Linked DNA regions of Mus musculus: region 2 is linked to region 1. The links are chromatin contacts, called in public HiCAR-type maps. All regions are on one chromosome and are shown on one strand. The core of a region is the stretch at or near the end of the contact, and the rest is flanking DNA. Distances in the headings are between cores, read along the strand shown.

Region 1 (7,777 bases), core at 1,651-4,150:
GTGCTCAGCACCATTCCAAGAATCTGTTTTCCCTTCTTCTCAAAGTCAGTTAGGCCTCAGAAAGGTCAAAATAACACCATCAATCAAGTGGGCTCTCTCTTTCATAAAAGCTCAAGAAGCTGGGATTAGCACTGTGCTTTTGGCCTGTACAGAACCACCCACAGTCTTCATTCGGCCCCCTGGCAACTCAGGAAGCCATGACTCAGCTGGGGAAGCCAAGAAACTGGTCAGGTCTTTCAAGGGTAATTCAGCTTCATGTAGAAACTCTGATTTTTTTTTCTTTTTTCTCCTTCAGATCATGGACATTGTAACTGAGTGTCTTGGGCTGGTGTGATGGTTTGTATGTGCTCTGCCCAGGGAGTGGCACTATTAGAAGGTGTGGTCCTATTGGAGTTGGTTTGTCACGGTAGGTGTGGACTTTCATCCTAGCTGCCTGGAAGTCAGTAGTCTGCTGGCAACCTTCAATGAAGATGTAGAACTTTCAGCTTCTCCTGCACTGTGTCTGCCTGGATGCTGCCATGTTCTTACCTAGATGATAATGGGCTGACCTCTGAACCTGTAAGCCAGTCCCAAATAAATGTTGTCCTTATAAGAATTGTCTTGGTCATGGTGGGTGTTCACAGCAGTAAAACCCTAACTAAGACAGCTGGTGACAGGACTGGAGGTACCCCAGGGTTTCTTCACTATCACCTCTTAGACTGTATTCTAAGACAGCTAACAAGCTTTGTGCATTGTTCCTGAACTTAACTGTATAATGCCTCTGCTTGCCTCCTGTGATTCATTTACAGTCTTGCTTTCACAATCCATGAGGAAAACCAGGGACATCAGAGCACTAGCAGGTCAAACTAAGATAGATGAAGTGCATCAGTGGAGTAGATGTTGTGTTGGGCCAGTTCAGAGCCCTGGATCTGGCCCTGAGTGATATATGAGCTGGTCAGCCTCTGGTTCTCCTGCCCTCTCACCTTCAGAGCCAGCTCACCAGCAACTCCTGCGATCAGGGCCAGCTCTACCATGCCAGGCAAAGTATAGGGTTTGCTCTCCCAAGTGTTGCAGCCAGTGAGGGACATGGCCAGTTCTCCCACTCTCATGACCCTGGGGCCAGCTCTTCTACTTGCCTTAGATAGAGAAGGATAGGGATGGCTGGAGGCTATCTCTCCCTCATCCACACCACCACCCAGCAGACAAGAATTTGGGCAGGCTCAACTGAAACTCATACATTCAGGATTAGCTCTACTGTGCTGCCCAGGAGAAATGCAGGGCCCAATCTCCAGAATGCTACAATAAGCGAGGGGCAGGAACAGCTCCTGCTCTTGAGACCCCACCTTGGGGCCAACTTTCCCACCCACCCCTAATGGGGTAGGCAAAAGTGAAGGGAGGGGATCTCTCCCCTGCCAATGCCACCACATAGTAGAAAAGAGGCAGGGCTGACTCTCCCACACTTATGCCCTCAGGGCATGATCACCCTCAGTGCCCACAACCAGGGCCTGCTCTGCTGTGTAGGAGTGCTTGAAGGAGCCTGTGTTTTAGATAGCAAACTACAGGATCTCCATGACACAGGGCAACAATAGGCTCTCCAAGAGGAGTCCCAGGGAAGTTCCACTACTGATGGAGTAGCAGAAGGCAGATGACTCACTCCATGAACAAAGCAAAGAAGTGTGGACAGAAGTGTGGACAAAATCATATGCATGGGACATAGTGTGACATACTACAGCTTCCACGGTGAGATTTTTTTCCCCCTCTGTTAGTGCAGATGTTGAAAGTGTGGAGGGCACATACAAGGGGAGGGGAGATGAGTGGGATTGGGGTGTATGATGTGAAATTCAAAAGAGAACCAAAGTATTTTACAAAAGATTGAAGACATGAGCCAGACTGGAACAGAACCTGTTGCAGAGTTGTAGACGTGAGCTGTGCACGAGTCTTGTGATGAAGACAAACAGATAACTGTAACAGGGCCACCACATACAACTGTATAGGCAGCTACATACCTTCAGTGGAAGATGTTCAAATAGACTGATAATTAGTGGTGCTGCCAGGTTAACCCTCACACCTAGTTTTTCCTTTCCTGTGTTAACCAAAATTTCCCTAATGTCGCTGCAAGAAAATAAAGCTTTAGAGATTAACTTTGTACTGTAAGAATATATAACAATTAAGTTTGTAGGAAGAGACAAAAAGGAGAATTTAAACAAACTTGTACAGATAGAGCAGTCTTTATTTAATGTCAGATGGTGGCATCCTAAGTCCTGACCATGCCAGGGTCTGATGTCTTCTTTGGCAACCACTGGGTGACTGGGGCTGGGGCTGGGTCAGCTGCTTTTCTTAGGAGGAGGAATTCCTTTAACATAGAAAAAGCTTTCTACTTGTAAGTAAGGCCGCAAGAAAGTAAAGCTTACGCAGTTGCATAATGCTGAAAGAGCCACGGTTGTGTTGGAATGCACACCCACCAGCTCTCAATAACCACTTAGTATCTCTCCCCAGCCATGTGTTGGGTGACACCACAGAGGTAACCTGAAGTCAGGCAGGATGGTTTATTTAGACCACAGACATTGCCAGGTACTCAAAGGCAGGGCCTCTCTACTCTCTGCAGTTCTGTATGTGTCATGGAACTATATCCTCTCTCCAAGGTTTGATGTTTCATCTCAAGAATGGGGAGGGGGGAGTAGGGAAGGGGAAAGGCATCTTGAGTGACCTGTCCTTATTCATCATTAGTTCTTCATAATTGTATGAATTCCCAGAATGAAGAAGAAAAGTTCCGGAGCAACGTATTTTGTCAAGCTTTTCTTACTCACTTTTAGTTAGATTAGAAAATGTTATTTAAAGTGGTTAGTATGATTCAGACAATGGACACATGGACATTTCCCTAAGGTCTTATAAATTACCATTTGATTTGTGAAGTGGATGCTCTGCCAGGCATTGTGCTGCACTATGTGTGACTCATGCTTATTCGCTCATTTGGCTCTCACAGCTGTGTTGTGGGGCCAGGAGAGCCCGGATCACAGATGAGGGAGGGGAGGCCCTGAGAAGTCGGTGCCTTCCCAAATGTCCCAGAGTTGGAAAACATCCAGCTTTGGTGCCTTTGTTGTCTGTGTAACATATGTGGATACCAGATATATAAATCATACCTTGAGCCCATGCAAATATCAAATTACATGTGGTGTCAAATCAATAAAAATCTCTAGGTAGAAGCTAAAATGAAAGATCTAACTCTTGATATCAAAGGCAGAATGAAGTTTAGTCTATAGGGAAAATTGTAAATTTCCCTTGAAAAAACATTCTAGCCTTGGGATTTCATATCTGTAGGCCTCTATTGGAAGCCAATAATAGTTGCTTCAAAGAAGGATCAACACCAGAGTGGGTTGAGGAGAGGGCATCAGGCAGGCTCTGTAGACTGAAACTCCCAGGCAAGAGTAGCCTTGTCCTTGGAGACTTTATTGAGAGAGAAAAGAGGAACCTTCATAAAACGGTTATTTCCATGCTCTCAAAGTATCTGGAATATTTTTTGAAACACTGCAATTAATAAAAATGTGTTTGGAGTTGACTGTCAAACTCGCTGAAGATGAAAAAATGTATGTCTTCAACAATAACAGCATTTGAATCATATAGTGTGTGTCTGGCAGATATTCTTTCCCAATGACCAGGCTAATTCAAGTGTATACCTGCTTAGAAGTGCAAACGAAAGCCTATCAGAAGCAAAGAGGAAGAGGAGGAGGAGGAGTAAGGGAGCCAGTTATAGGACTGCAACAATCACACAACAGTTACAAGATTGCGAATTTGCAAATATCTAGGACTCAAAGCCCAGAGCAATGGCACTGAGCTTGTGCTTGTACCATCTAAGGAATTGGGGAGCACACCAGACATTTCAGTATCTAATGGAGTGAGAGCCAAGTTCTAAGGTTTGCAAATGTTAGCCTCCTCTAAGGAGCTTACCCAGAAACTCATATGACCCATGGTCTTGGGGACATTGGAAGGCACATTCATAAATAACATAGTTATGGATAGCATAGCCATGGATTCCTTCTGGTTTGTTTCCATTTCATTAAAACTTTTAACCTTGTGGGTCATACAATATTAAAAACATAACCAACAGGCAGGAGAATAGAGAATCAGGAAGGATTAGGAAACTTCTCAAGCTGTTTAGTTTTTAGCTGCTCTGGGAAATGACTGATTCAATGGTAAAGCCAGGCCATAGGACATACTTGGGGCAGATAACTAGGTTTTGATAACGTATCTATCAAATCAAATGATGTATAGCTGTCCTTCATATTCACAGAATCAACATCCACAGAATCAACTACCTTTCGGTAAAGAACTGTCAGAAAAAGAGTTGAAATGAATATGCATAGTCATTTTTCTTGTCATTCTTCTCTAAACTCTACAGTCCAGTAGCATTTATATCTCACTGGGCATTGTAGACCACCAAAAGATGATAGGACATGTACAGGTAGATATTCACTGGTGCTGTGTAAATACTACACCATTTAATACAAGGACCTTGAGTGTTTGCAGATCTAAGTATCTGCTCAGCCCCAAGAAACAACTCCCTGTAAGTAAGTACAGAGGAGTAACTGTATGTAAGAAACTGATCAAAATTATAGACGTGTGTTACCAATGACAGTTCGATGATATTAGCTGAATAATAAGGTTGATTATGCAAAGCCAGACGCAGTTCAGTTCATTTATAAAATTTCTCTTGGTGCTCATTAAAGTGTTTTGTATATTTACCTAAAATTCCAAAGGCCATGATTCAGAATGGTTTACTCTTACTTAAACCAGGATATTAAACAGTACTCTGCAGTTTAGCCCAGGTTTCCAGGTTATTATTAAATCTGTGCTACAGCAAATGAAATCTATTGAAAACCAAGGTTAGTGGGAAAATCTATACTTCAATGGACAACAATAGATGTAAGCAAAAATATTTTTCTAGATGTAGTGCCATGTGTAAGAAACCAAATTTTACAATTCACACGACCCTATATGGAAAGCATAATCTCTTTCATTGATTTTGTAATGTTTTTCACACTTCCAAAGATTGAAAACGCAGATTTCCCTTTCTCTGTGACTTAAACATTTCTATATAATTTAAGTTTAGAATGGAAAGTTCTGAGGTGCAGCTTTACAGTGGAAAACAGGGCACCTTTCAGGAGACACACCTTTGTTGCTTATTTTTCCTGATAGATATTCTGGAAGATTCTATAAAAGGTGGTCACACAAGAGAGTTCTGGCTTAAATAAAGGAAAAGGAAAGGAAAAGAAGACCTGTACCCAAAGGACAGAGAAATGATGATTGTAGCAGTGTTGATTTTCTACCAAATGGCTGCTGGGATACAGGCATAGGTCTGGTACTTCTCTTTTTCTTCCTCTTTCTCTATTCCTTTTTTATTTTTATTTTCTTTCTTTGTCTTACTCGTCTCTCTCCCTCCCTCTCTTATCCTCTTATTCCTTTTCCTCATCCCTCTCTTCTCTCCTATGTGTCTGTGTACAGTGTTCCTCCTCTGTCTGGTAAACGTGGGTATGTCATTATATGTGGGTTCTCATGTAGAGGTCAGTTGCTGATCTCTTCCTAAATTCCTTCTACTTTTCTTTCCTTTTTTGAGACAGGGTCTATTAATGAACTTGAAACTCAATGATTTAGCTCGTTTTATTTGCCAACAAGCCCCCCACGAATTCTTCCACTGTTCCTCATAGTTACAAAGCAAGTATTTGATCCACAGAGCCATCACTTCAGGACCCAAGAGTTCTGTTCTATTCTTGCTCTGTATTCAACATTTTCCTGCCTTTATTTTCTTTTTAAAAGACTTTATTTTTAATTTTGTGTACACATGTGTCTGGGTGGAGGTGTGTGTATGTGTATGTGAGTGCAGGTGCCATAGCTGACCAGAAGTGTCACATCTCCTAAAGTTACAGTAAGCCATCTGATGTGAGTGAGTGCTGCGACCCAAATTCAAGTCGTCTGCAAGAGTAGTTCATGCTCTTAGCTACCGGGCAATCTCTGCAGCCCATTATCTGCCTTCATGAAGATAAGAGGGAGATAGAATTACTAGGGACAGATCCTGACAGTTCTACACTCTTGTCTGCAACTGCGTAAGCTAGAGAGGCCACGGAAACACTGGAATAAGTGTGCTGTTCCATAGCAAAGAAGCCTGGAGTGGACAGCCTAGGAAAAAACCTTGAATTTGACTTGCCTCAGAGGTCCTCGGTCCATTCCACATAATTTCACCATGGCTGCATTAACTCTTGGGGGTCCACATTAACTGATAGTAGTGGGCCTGTGTCCCACCCAGTCTACCCCTCTAGAATATTGCCTCCACATGTCTGTCCCAATTCTGGCAGGAGATGCTGATTATGGGGCTGTGAGCAATCTCACCAGATGTCAGAGCTTCCCCTCAGGGCTTCAAGGTTGGCAGTGGGCCCACACTGGGGCCTGTATGTTTGGCAAAACTTGCCCACGAGTTTGGAGAGTATCAAGAACAGATTTCCTAGGACTTTTTTTCTCTTTAAAATAATAGCAGTCTTGTCAATGGAAAAAAGGACTGCAATCAGAGTGTAGCCCTGCAGAAACCTGGTCAGGATGGAGCTCTGATGCTCGAGGGTGTCAAGGAATGGATATCCACACTGACAAACATTTTGAAGAGTGTTATGGATAGCCCTGGGGCTAATTATATTTGATATTAATTCCATTCTGCTGTGAGGGGTTATGAACAAGGATTGAGTCAGCACGCAGGTGATTTCCTGTAAACCTGCTTCCCACCTTAATTTGTAAAATAAAGGAGAGCTAATGATTGGGCAGATAAAAGGGAAGGTGGATCAGAAAGAAAGAAAAGAAGGAGGTTTGGGAGAGAGAGAGAAGTCAGAGGAGAAGGAGGAGAAGGAGGAGGAGGAGGAAGAGGAAGAAGAAGAAGAAAGAGAAGGGGGAGGAGGGGGAGGAGGAAAGCGGAGCAGAAGCTCATGGCCTGGAGAACCTGCAAGTTCTAAGGGGTCTCATACATGGTGAAGATGGTAATGTAGCTGTAGATCTGCCCAATCTAGGCACACAGCATGTATTCATATTAACTAAGTTGTGTTTTCATTGCCGGGGCATATTTGGGTTGGAGATTTACCACAACAGAAGAGATACCTACATTTAATCAGTGCCATGGAGGATACTGAATCCTCCATGGGCCATGCTACAGACCCATGCAGGGGAACTCTTCAACATTTGTGCCTACCCATTAATACCAGGGTTCCAACACAGGTTGAGCCCTGAAGCTGAGATGCCTCGCTTTATTCCTGCCTGAACACTCTTTAGTCTGACTATCAGTGTCTACCTGGCCATCCAAGCCAATCCTGATGATGGGAAGATGCTGTTGATCCCTTATCTTTGGCTTCTGTATGGATTAGGATTCCCCAGGGCACTGAAATGGGAGGCAAATCTAGGTACACGGAAGATTTATCGAGGAATGATTTCTATGAATAGGAATGGGTTGAAGCCAGATTAGACAGGGAATATTGTGATCTGACCTTACCAGTGGTCTAGTATATTTCCAAGGATATATTGTTACTAGATGGCAACAGAGATTCTTTTTGTGGTGGAGAGGGCTAGCATCTCACATCACCACTTGCTTATTCACTGTCTCCAGAGACAGGCTTTATCTGAAAAGGCTCTTCTATTACTGTCCCCTACTGTCCTGGGTCATTGAGGGGGGTGTCTTTCTAAGATCAGCAAGTCCTCAGACATCAGATCATCATCTTTCTCTCATCTGACTAACTTCCAGGATTAGGGAAGGATGTCTCCATGTTTATCT
Region 2 (7,777 bases), core at 3,490-5,989, 530 kb before region 1:
GTTTCCTGTAAGCAGCAAAATGTTGGGTCTTCTTTGTGTAGCCAGTTTGTTAGTCTATGTCTTTTTATTGGGGGAGTTGAGTCCATTGATATTAAGAGATATCAAGGAAAAGAAATTGTTGCTTCCTGTTATTTTTTGTTGTTAAAGTTGGCATTCTGTTCTTGTGGCTGTCTTCTTTTAGGTTTGTTGAGGGATTACCTTCTTGCTTTTTCTGGGGCGTGGTTTCCGTCCTTGTATTGTTTCTGTGGAGTCCCGGAACCAAGATGGCTTCTGTGGATCCTGAGGCAAAAGCCTCTCCTACTTGCATTTTTAGTCATGGTGCAACAATAGAAACCAAACTATGAGAGCTGCCAAATCTGTTCCTTTATATTTTGGAATTAAAAGGATTTCAAATTCTCTCACATGACATCCATTCCTTTCTACTCTTGTGGTTTCTTTCCTCTAGGTTAAGGAAACTCTTCCTTGTCTCATTTTTTCTCACAATGACTAGACCCAGTAGACTATGAATAATAGTGAATCCTAGCATATTAATTTTATTTCTATTGGAACATAAATGTAGCCTTTAGATTAGAGTCAGTGGCTTTGATTTTGGCAGACAGGTTTCCCTCTGTGGCTCTTTCTTGGTATTTTATTGAAGGATTTTTTTCTTTAATATTTTTCTTCCCTAATCTATTTTGCTAAGAATTATGTATCCTTAGAGACATTTAAAAATTAATCCTCATGAGCCAGATAATCATATTAATCGGCAACTTTTTATATATGTAAGAGTTTTCTCTGGGAAGCAGAAACTGCTTGTGGGCCAGGCATGTCATGGTCAAAGGTGTCCTTCTACAGAGCTCTTGAATGTAAAGCAACACGGCATCAGTGGTGTTTCTAGGTCTTCCCTCTAATTAGGGCTGTGGCAATGAAAGGAAATCTCAGATGTTTAACTCCAACCAGAGCAAAGGGCCCCTCATTAGGAGTTAGTTGGGGGACCCTCAGCGTTTGAAGAGTTCTATCATCAAACTTGCCTTAGGAGATGGGTCCTCAGCTGGTGAGCTTTGGCCCCTGAAGCAGTCAATTAGTGCTGTTTTCCCTTTGATCATGGAAACTAGCTTAGAGAATGGAGATAATTTGGGGTTCCCCAGCTTGACTGTAAGTATAACTTATTCCAATGGTTATCCCAAGAAGATTCCCAGAACTACGGAGAGCTGTGTGCTGGAAGGGCTATCTCATGGAGACTCTGGATTTTCCATCTTTGTTGCATGCATCCCCCTTATCTGGCTTGTGTTGGACTCTTTGCTGCCAAGAGGGTGGTTACGAGCCACAGAAGACTCCAAGTGTTGCATCCCACAGAGTTTTATAAGTTCCCATTGTCACTTTTGAAATATTTCGGTGGCATACTTCCAACCATGGCTAAATTTCAATCTTCTCCCTCCATCTTTCCCTCCCTTTCCCTATCTTTTCCTTGCTTTCTTTTTATTTAAATATTTTTGGACACGGTCTCACTCTTTATCACAGTGATATAAACTTGTTATGTAGCTCAGGAGTGGTTTGAACTCATGACCTTCTGCCTTAGCCTCTTTATTGCTATGATTGTATCTCTGAGCCTCTAGACTCTGCTCAGGGATTCTCTCTAAAAAATGGCAACTTTTGGGTCCTGCTCAAACCAGCTAAATACCTGCAGTATCTTTCCCTCCCTCCAAGGCTGGCTTTGTGTAGTGAAGCTGTCTGTGCAGGGAGACTGGACTCCTTCCTTGCATTCTTTTTCCCTCCAGGAGAACATTAGCTGCTTTAAGACTTCTTTTCAGCTGGGTATATGTCAGCTCTCAGTCGGTGAGTTTGACTTCTTTTCTTGGGTGCAGAGTGTTGAATTTGTCATTCTCGGCCCTCGGCACATTATTGTCCTGGTTTCTGGCACGTTCAAGCAGAGTGCTCCTATTTTAATGTGCCTAGGAGGACACACTGGGGTCCTTCTGTGAGTCTTAGTCACTTTCGTCTCCCTTCACAATGCAGGTTTATAGTCCCTAAACACTTCTTCTCCTTTTCCTCATGTGAAGAAAAGACAAATGAAAACTTTGTGAACTCCTGTAAAATTCAGTTTTCTTCTAATTTAAAAAGAAGCTGTAGTTCTAAAGATGTCTCAGGGCTAAGACACTATATTTAGTATACCTGCCAGATCAGTTAGCTCTGCTTCTTTCTTCTTTGTCTCTGGAACTCACAGCTCTTACGTTTGCTTAGACCAGTGGTTCTCAACCTGTGGGTCACGACCCCTTTGGGGGGTTGTCTAACAACACTTTCAAAGAGGGTGTCTAAGACCATTAGAAAACACAGATATTTACATTACAGTTTATAACAGTAGCAAAATTACAGTTATGAAGTAGCAACAAAAATTATTTTATGGTTGGGGGGGCAGCACAACATGAGATTGCATTAAAAGTTCGCAGCATTAGGAAGGTTGAGAATTCCCTGACCGAGGCAAATACTCCAATGTGCTTCCTTCTGTATGTATTGCATGAAATGTTTTAATTTTACTTACTTGTATTCAAACTTTCTTTGTCATATTAACTTAAATTTAGTGTGATATACCAGACAACTAACAACCTTTGACCAGTCTACTATTACTAATGTAGTCTACAGAGCATTCAGTCAGCCTTTGTTTTTATTTACCATACCCTGTCTGCTCCAATCTCCTATGCAGAATCTATTGTATTTAGCCGTCATACTGTTTTAAAGTCTCCTTAGCTGTGATACTTTCCTAGGCTTTCCTTGTTTATGAGGACATTGACAAACTGGGGAGACCTGGCCAGGCCTACTAGCTGTTTGTCTTCTGGCTCTGCCGTGATACTTGGCAGGGACGACTTAAAGGAGGAATGGTTTATTTTGGCTTTTCATCTCAGAGCTTTTATTTTATAACCCTTGCCTCCATTGATTCTGGCTCCTGGTGAGGTTGGATCTCATGGCATGGAAGCAAGTGGAGAGGAAGCTGCTAACCTCACTGCAGTCAGGAAGCAGAGAAGAGGGAGGGACCAGCAGCCTTTAACCCCCAAAGGCACATTCACCACCAATCAACTTCTTCCAGCTGGTTACTAAAGTTTCTACCATCTTCCTCATCATTGCTGCCAGCTGGAGTCCAAACACGCAATGGACAGGCAAACCACAGGCTTGGCTTTTGAATTTGTCTGTCCCCTGTGTTCAGCAGCAGATTGCTGCCATCAGAATATAAATCCAGATACACCAGAGAGTGGCAGAAGTGAGATTTGATGCAGTAATCTCTCTGTCTCTATCTCTCTCTCTTCCTTTGTCCCCCTTTCCTCTACATAATGACGATAGCTGCATTAATTATTTTTTCTAGTATGAAAAAAATCATTTAAGAAAGTTTCATGGAACTCATATAAGAAAAGAAATTACTCTCCAAGTATATACAACATACACATAGAATTTGAAAGACAATGCTTTGCTATTCAGAGGCAGTACAGTGAGAACTGGATCTTGGAGACCACTCTTCCACTAGTAATTCAGTATCATATTATCTGAGTGGCTCTCTTCATTAGGGTACAACTGCTGTAATTAAACACTGTGACCAAGGCAACTTGGGGAGAAAAGGGTTTATTTGGCCCATACTTCTATATCAATGTTCTTCATTGAAGAAAATCAGGCCAGTAACTCAAACATGGCAGAATAGGGAGGCAGGAGCTGATACAGAGGCCGTGGAGGGATGCTGCTTACTGGCTTGATCATCATGGCTTGCTTAGATTGCTTTCTTATAGAACACAGCACAAGAATGACCCCACCCATAATAGACTGGGCCATCCTGCATCAATCACTGGTCAAGAAAATGCCCTGCAGGCTTGTCTGCAGCCTAATTTTATGGAGGCAGTTCCCCAACTCAGCTTCCCTCCTCTCAGGTGACTTTGGCTTGCATCAAGCTGAAATAAAACTATCCAGTGTAGTGGCTATTGTTAATCTCTTTCTCTTTTTTCCTGGAACTCAGCCTCTCATCCATTAAAGGAAAGTAAAAACACAGAGGGTTGTCAAAGCTCTGGCCAGATCTGAGTTATCAACAGTCATGTTTGTGACTGAGGTACGAGATCGGTGACCGGCAGGGTTCTTAGAGCTCTCAAGTTGTTGATAGCAACGAGACTAACTGTTGTGGACAGCTACGGTACCCAGTGGTGGTGCAGGAACAAGGTAGTCACTGGCTAAACTTTGTGCTTCAGTCTACATCTTGAAAAGTTGGTCTCATGTCAAAAGCCCTGATTTGTCTGTGGGAATGTTTGCACAGGACAGATAGGCCGTAAATTGAAGGAGATATGGCTGGGCCAGGGCCTCCAGAGGGAAGCCGGTTATCTAGGCTAGCTTTTCCTTTCACTAATTGTAGCAGAAACAATGACCCCTAAGTTGAAGTCACCTATGGTGTCACAGAGCCAGCTCCTGACAAGGCCACTGAAGCAACTTTTGATCCCGCTCATTCTCTTCCACAACCTTGTAGTGCACTGTATTTTCAAAGGGAGAATTATCTTCTAGGTTCTAAAAGTTTTATGCTCTCATAAATTTGTTGTTCTGCTTTTTGTTCATTTGGGGACCAAGAAGAATTGAGGGCAGAAAGTAAGTGTTGGCATGAATTCCCCTCTGCCTGACTTAGTTAAATGTCAAACAAATGCGTATCAACTGGACAGCCCTGTCTTCTTTATTTGGTGTTGTTTAAGAGTTGGACTGAAGGTACAGATATATGTACGGTCTGAGAAAAACAAGTCTGATTAAGAAATCAGTCTAGCACAGTGCTTGGCAAACCTACCTTCTGTTGCTCAATCTGACTCATCCTCTGTTTTTATAAACAAGGTTTTTTTTTTTTTTTAAATTAGGATACAGCCACATTCACTCCTGACATTTCTCTTTTTTTTTTTTAATGGCTGCTTTTGTGCCGAGAGAGCCAGTGGAAGTAACCATGACTGACTGAGCTCACACGGCCTGAAAAGATAGTTACTACCTGGTGCTTTTACTAAATCTGTGCTGACCGATGGTGTAGAATTAACCTGATCATTTTTATGACCACACCTGCTGGCTTTCTCTTTGGAACACTGAAATAGAAAGCTAAGAGTTTAGATTCAGAAAGACCAAGATTCAAAATCTAGTGTTGTCCTGACCTTGGGCAAGATGCCAAAACCTTCTTCTGCTTCACTTTCTTAATTTGCAAAGTGAGAGTCAAGCCACCAGGCCCTTGCAGCAGACACAAGAGGCAAATGGAGTAGTGTGTTAAAGGGAGTTAGAGCAGAGTGGTACCTGGTGACCACTGGATAAACAGGAGGGCTTGACCTTCCCTCTGAGCCCTTGTTTTGCAGCTGGTTTTGCTGTCTATGTTCCTATATGCCCAGACTTTTCTAGCTACTGACTGATCCTCTCTCTACTTCCCTGTTTCCACTCTTGGTCATAGTTGTTTCTCAATTATTTGTCCCTTCTCCTACATATTAATTACTCCTTCCCAGTCTACTCTTTCCACTAGACTGGGTCTGATCAGTGGGTAGAATTGTAGAAGTAGGTAACAGCTAGGGTGTAAGTGTGGAGAAAGAGCTGGTAATGACTTGTCGTTTCAGCTGGATGGATGGTAATACCATTAATAAGGCTGAGAGCACCAGAGAAAGTGTGCTTTGCCTTCTAGAAGAAACACCTAGGTCAACTACCATTGAAATGTTGTTTTACAATGAAAAGTTAATGTGTTCATCTTCGCCTAAAATTATTCATTATTCTCTGCTCATATATGATTGTCCATACAAGTAATGTGTTTACTTATATTTATTTTAATGCCATTCCCATTGGCTAAATAGCATTCTAAATTAATTGCCGTGATTGTCTCATCCAGTCCCCCAATGATCCCATGAGCTAGATAGTGTTTTCTGCCTTATATTACATAAAAGGGAACAGAGGCAAAAAAGAACTAATTAACTATGGGTCTCACAGTTAGTATGTGCTTGTCTTTTAGAGGAAACACTAAGTATCTAACAAGGCCTTTTTTACTACTTGCTTGAAGTATACTGGCCATAGTTGAGCAGATTCTCAAGGCTGCTTCTATGTCTGATCCATAGTGAAGTAGGGTTTGGTGCTCAGGGCTCCAGGTGAGTACGTGCAGGTGTCTAGAGAAACACTTTCAACCATCAACTTCAGCAGCTGTAAAATTGATGAAATAGAATAATTCATGGTTATTTACTGAATAATTTATGAACCAAATCATTCACAAAAGCGGGAAGGTGAAATGGGGAGATATGGAAGAGATGAAATTGAACCAGGGGAGGATCAATAGGAACTAGAAGAAACAATGCCTGCTGCCAGGCCCTGGAGCTTGGCACCCTCAGAAGGAAGGCAGCTCCCTCCTGGATGCACCTCTGACTCCAGGAAAGCAGAACGCTAGCTCTCCTGACTTTGCTGCTCTCTGTACCGAGTGCAGCTTGACAGCTTTGCCTACTTTGATGAATTCTGAATTATCTTTCCCACTTACCTGCTCTTTGTCAACGGCTGCTGTTGTAGTTAAGGTCTTATTTCTGTGAAGAGACACTATGAGCATGGCAACTCTTATAGAAATATTTATTTAAGAGATTTCTTACAGGTTAGAGATTTAGTTCATTGTCATTGTGGGGGGAAACATGGGGGCATGCAGGCAGCCGTGGCACTGGAGAGTAGCTGAGAGGTCTACACCCAGCTCCTGCAGGCAGCAGGAAGAGAGAGTGCCTCTGGGCATGGCTTGATCATTTGAAGCCTCAAAGCCCACCTCCAGTGACACATGTCTTCGAACAAGGTCACATCTCCAAATAGTGCCACTTTCTATGAGCCTATGAAGGCCATTTTCATTCAAACCACCACAGCTTACTCTTTGCCTGGCATAGAAAGCATATATTGGTTTTTAGAATTCATATTTAAAAAATAAATTGCATTGGATCCTTGTTTTCAAATCATGTCCCTTTGGGAAACATTGAACAACTGATAAAGAAATTTGATTGTTTGATCTGTGTAAGGAGTCTCAAGATCAGGGCTGCTGTTGAACAAGTAAATGAGAACCAGATGTAACAAACGCAAATGGTCCTGCTCAGCATCATCAGTGTAGATCTCTTATCAGAAATCCCCTTTCGGTTTAGGCTAGCACATGTCCTCTCAGTCTCATGTGCCACAGAGAACAATCACATCCAGGGTTAAAGAGCAGGCTCTCTGTGGTACCTGCTTCATGAATTTCAATCATTTCTTCATTCTTTGTCCCATCTATTTTCCCACGTAGCCATCCTGTGTAACATCACTTGGGAAATGTAAAGAATTTTCTCTGTAGTGTAAGTTTAAGATTAAACAGCTCTTTTAAATACTCATTTTTCTGTAGTCTGGTTTAGGACAGATACCACAGGTACATGCGTCAGTCTTTCATCTTTCATGACAAGTCATCTTATGTAGCTCAGAAGAAACTAGAGTGGTCAAAGAGAAATGATGATTTAGAATCAAAGCCAATAATCTGATGGATTGGCCTCACACACAGTCTCTTAGTCTCATTCAACGAAGCTGCTGAATATTGCACTAAAGAGATAGTAATGCCCACTTTCCCACCTTCCACAGGAGATTGTGCTACAATAGCAGCAATAACTACTAGTTTTGTGTGTTAGTTTACAACTTAGAAAGACCGGAGACTAGATGTAAATGCTGATCATGAAACTAGGAAGCCAAGGAGTGAGATTCAGAGTAACCAAAACCAAACATTGCTGTTTTGGGAGAGTTGTGCTGGACAAAGGTCTGGATACTACTTGTAGTTAACATCCTCATGGCT

The links. HiCAR-type assays count read pairs that join an accessible place to other places.
Region 2: a HiCAR-type map of fibro-adipogenic progenitors shows a contact between it and region 1, with 4 times the contacts expected there. The contact joins two enhancer-like sites. A contact is called at or near these places in 1 of 484 Hi-C or Micro-C datasets (uterus) and 1 of 115 datasets of contacts at active chromatin or transcription factors (fibro-adipogenic progenitors).

The regions. Positions count from the first base shown.
Region 1 is chr7:72,437,339-72,445,115 of GRCm38.p6, reverse strand. No RefSeq gene overlaps it. Among named protein-coding and RNA genes, the nearest start is that of Gm39035, 130 kb to the right of the region's middle. Within about 2 kb of position 2,900, at least 44 of the 459 cell types and tissues checked have an H3K27ac peak or open chromatin away from gene starts, as enhancers often do. A contact at or near this core is called in fibro-adipogenic progenitors, where this site is marked.
Region 2 is chr7:72,969,038-72,976,814 of GRCm38.p6, reverse strand. No RefSeq gene overlaps it. Among named protein-coding and RNA genes, the nearest start is that of Gm6567, 130 kb to the left of the region's middle. Within about 2 kb of position 4,739, at least 15 of the 459 cell types and tissues checked have an H3K27ac peak or open chromatin away from gene starts, as enhancers often do. A contact at or near this core is called in fibro-adipogenic progenitors, where this site is marked.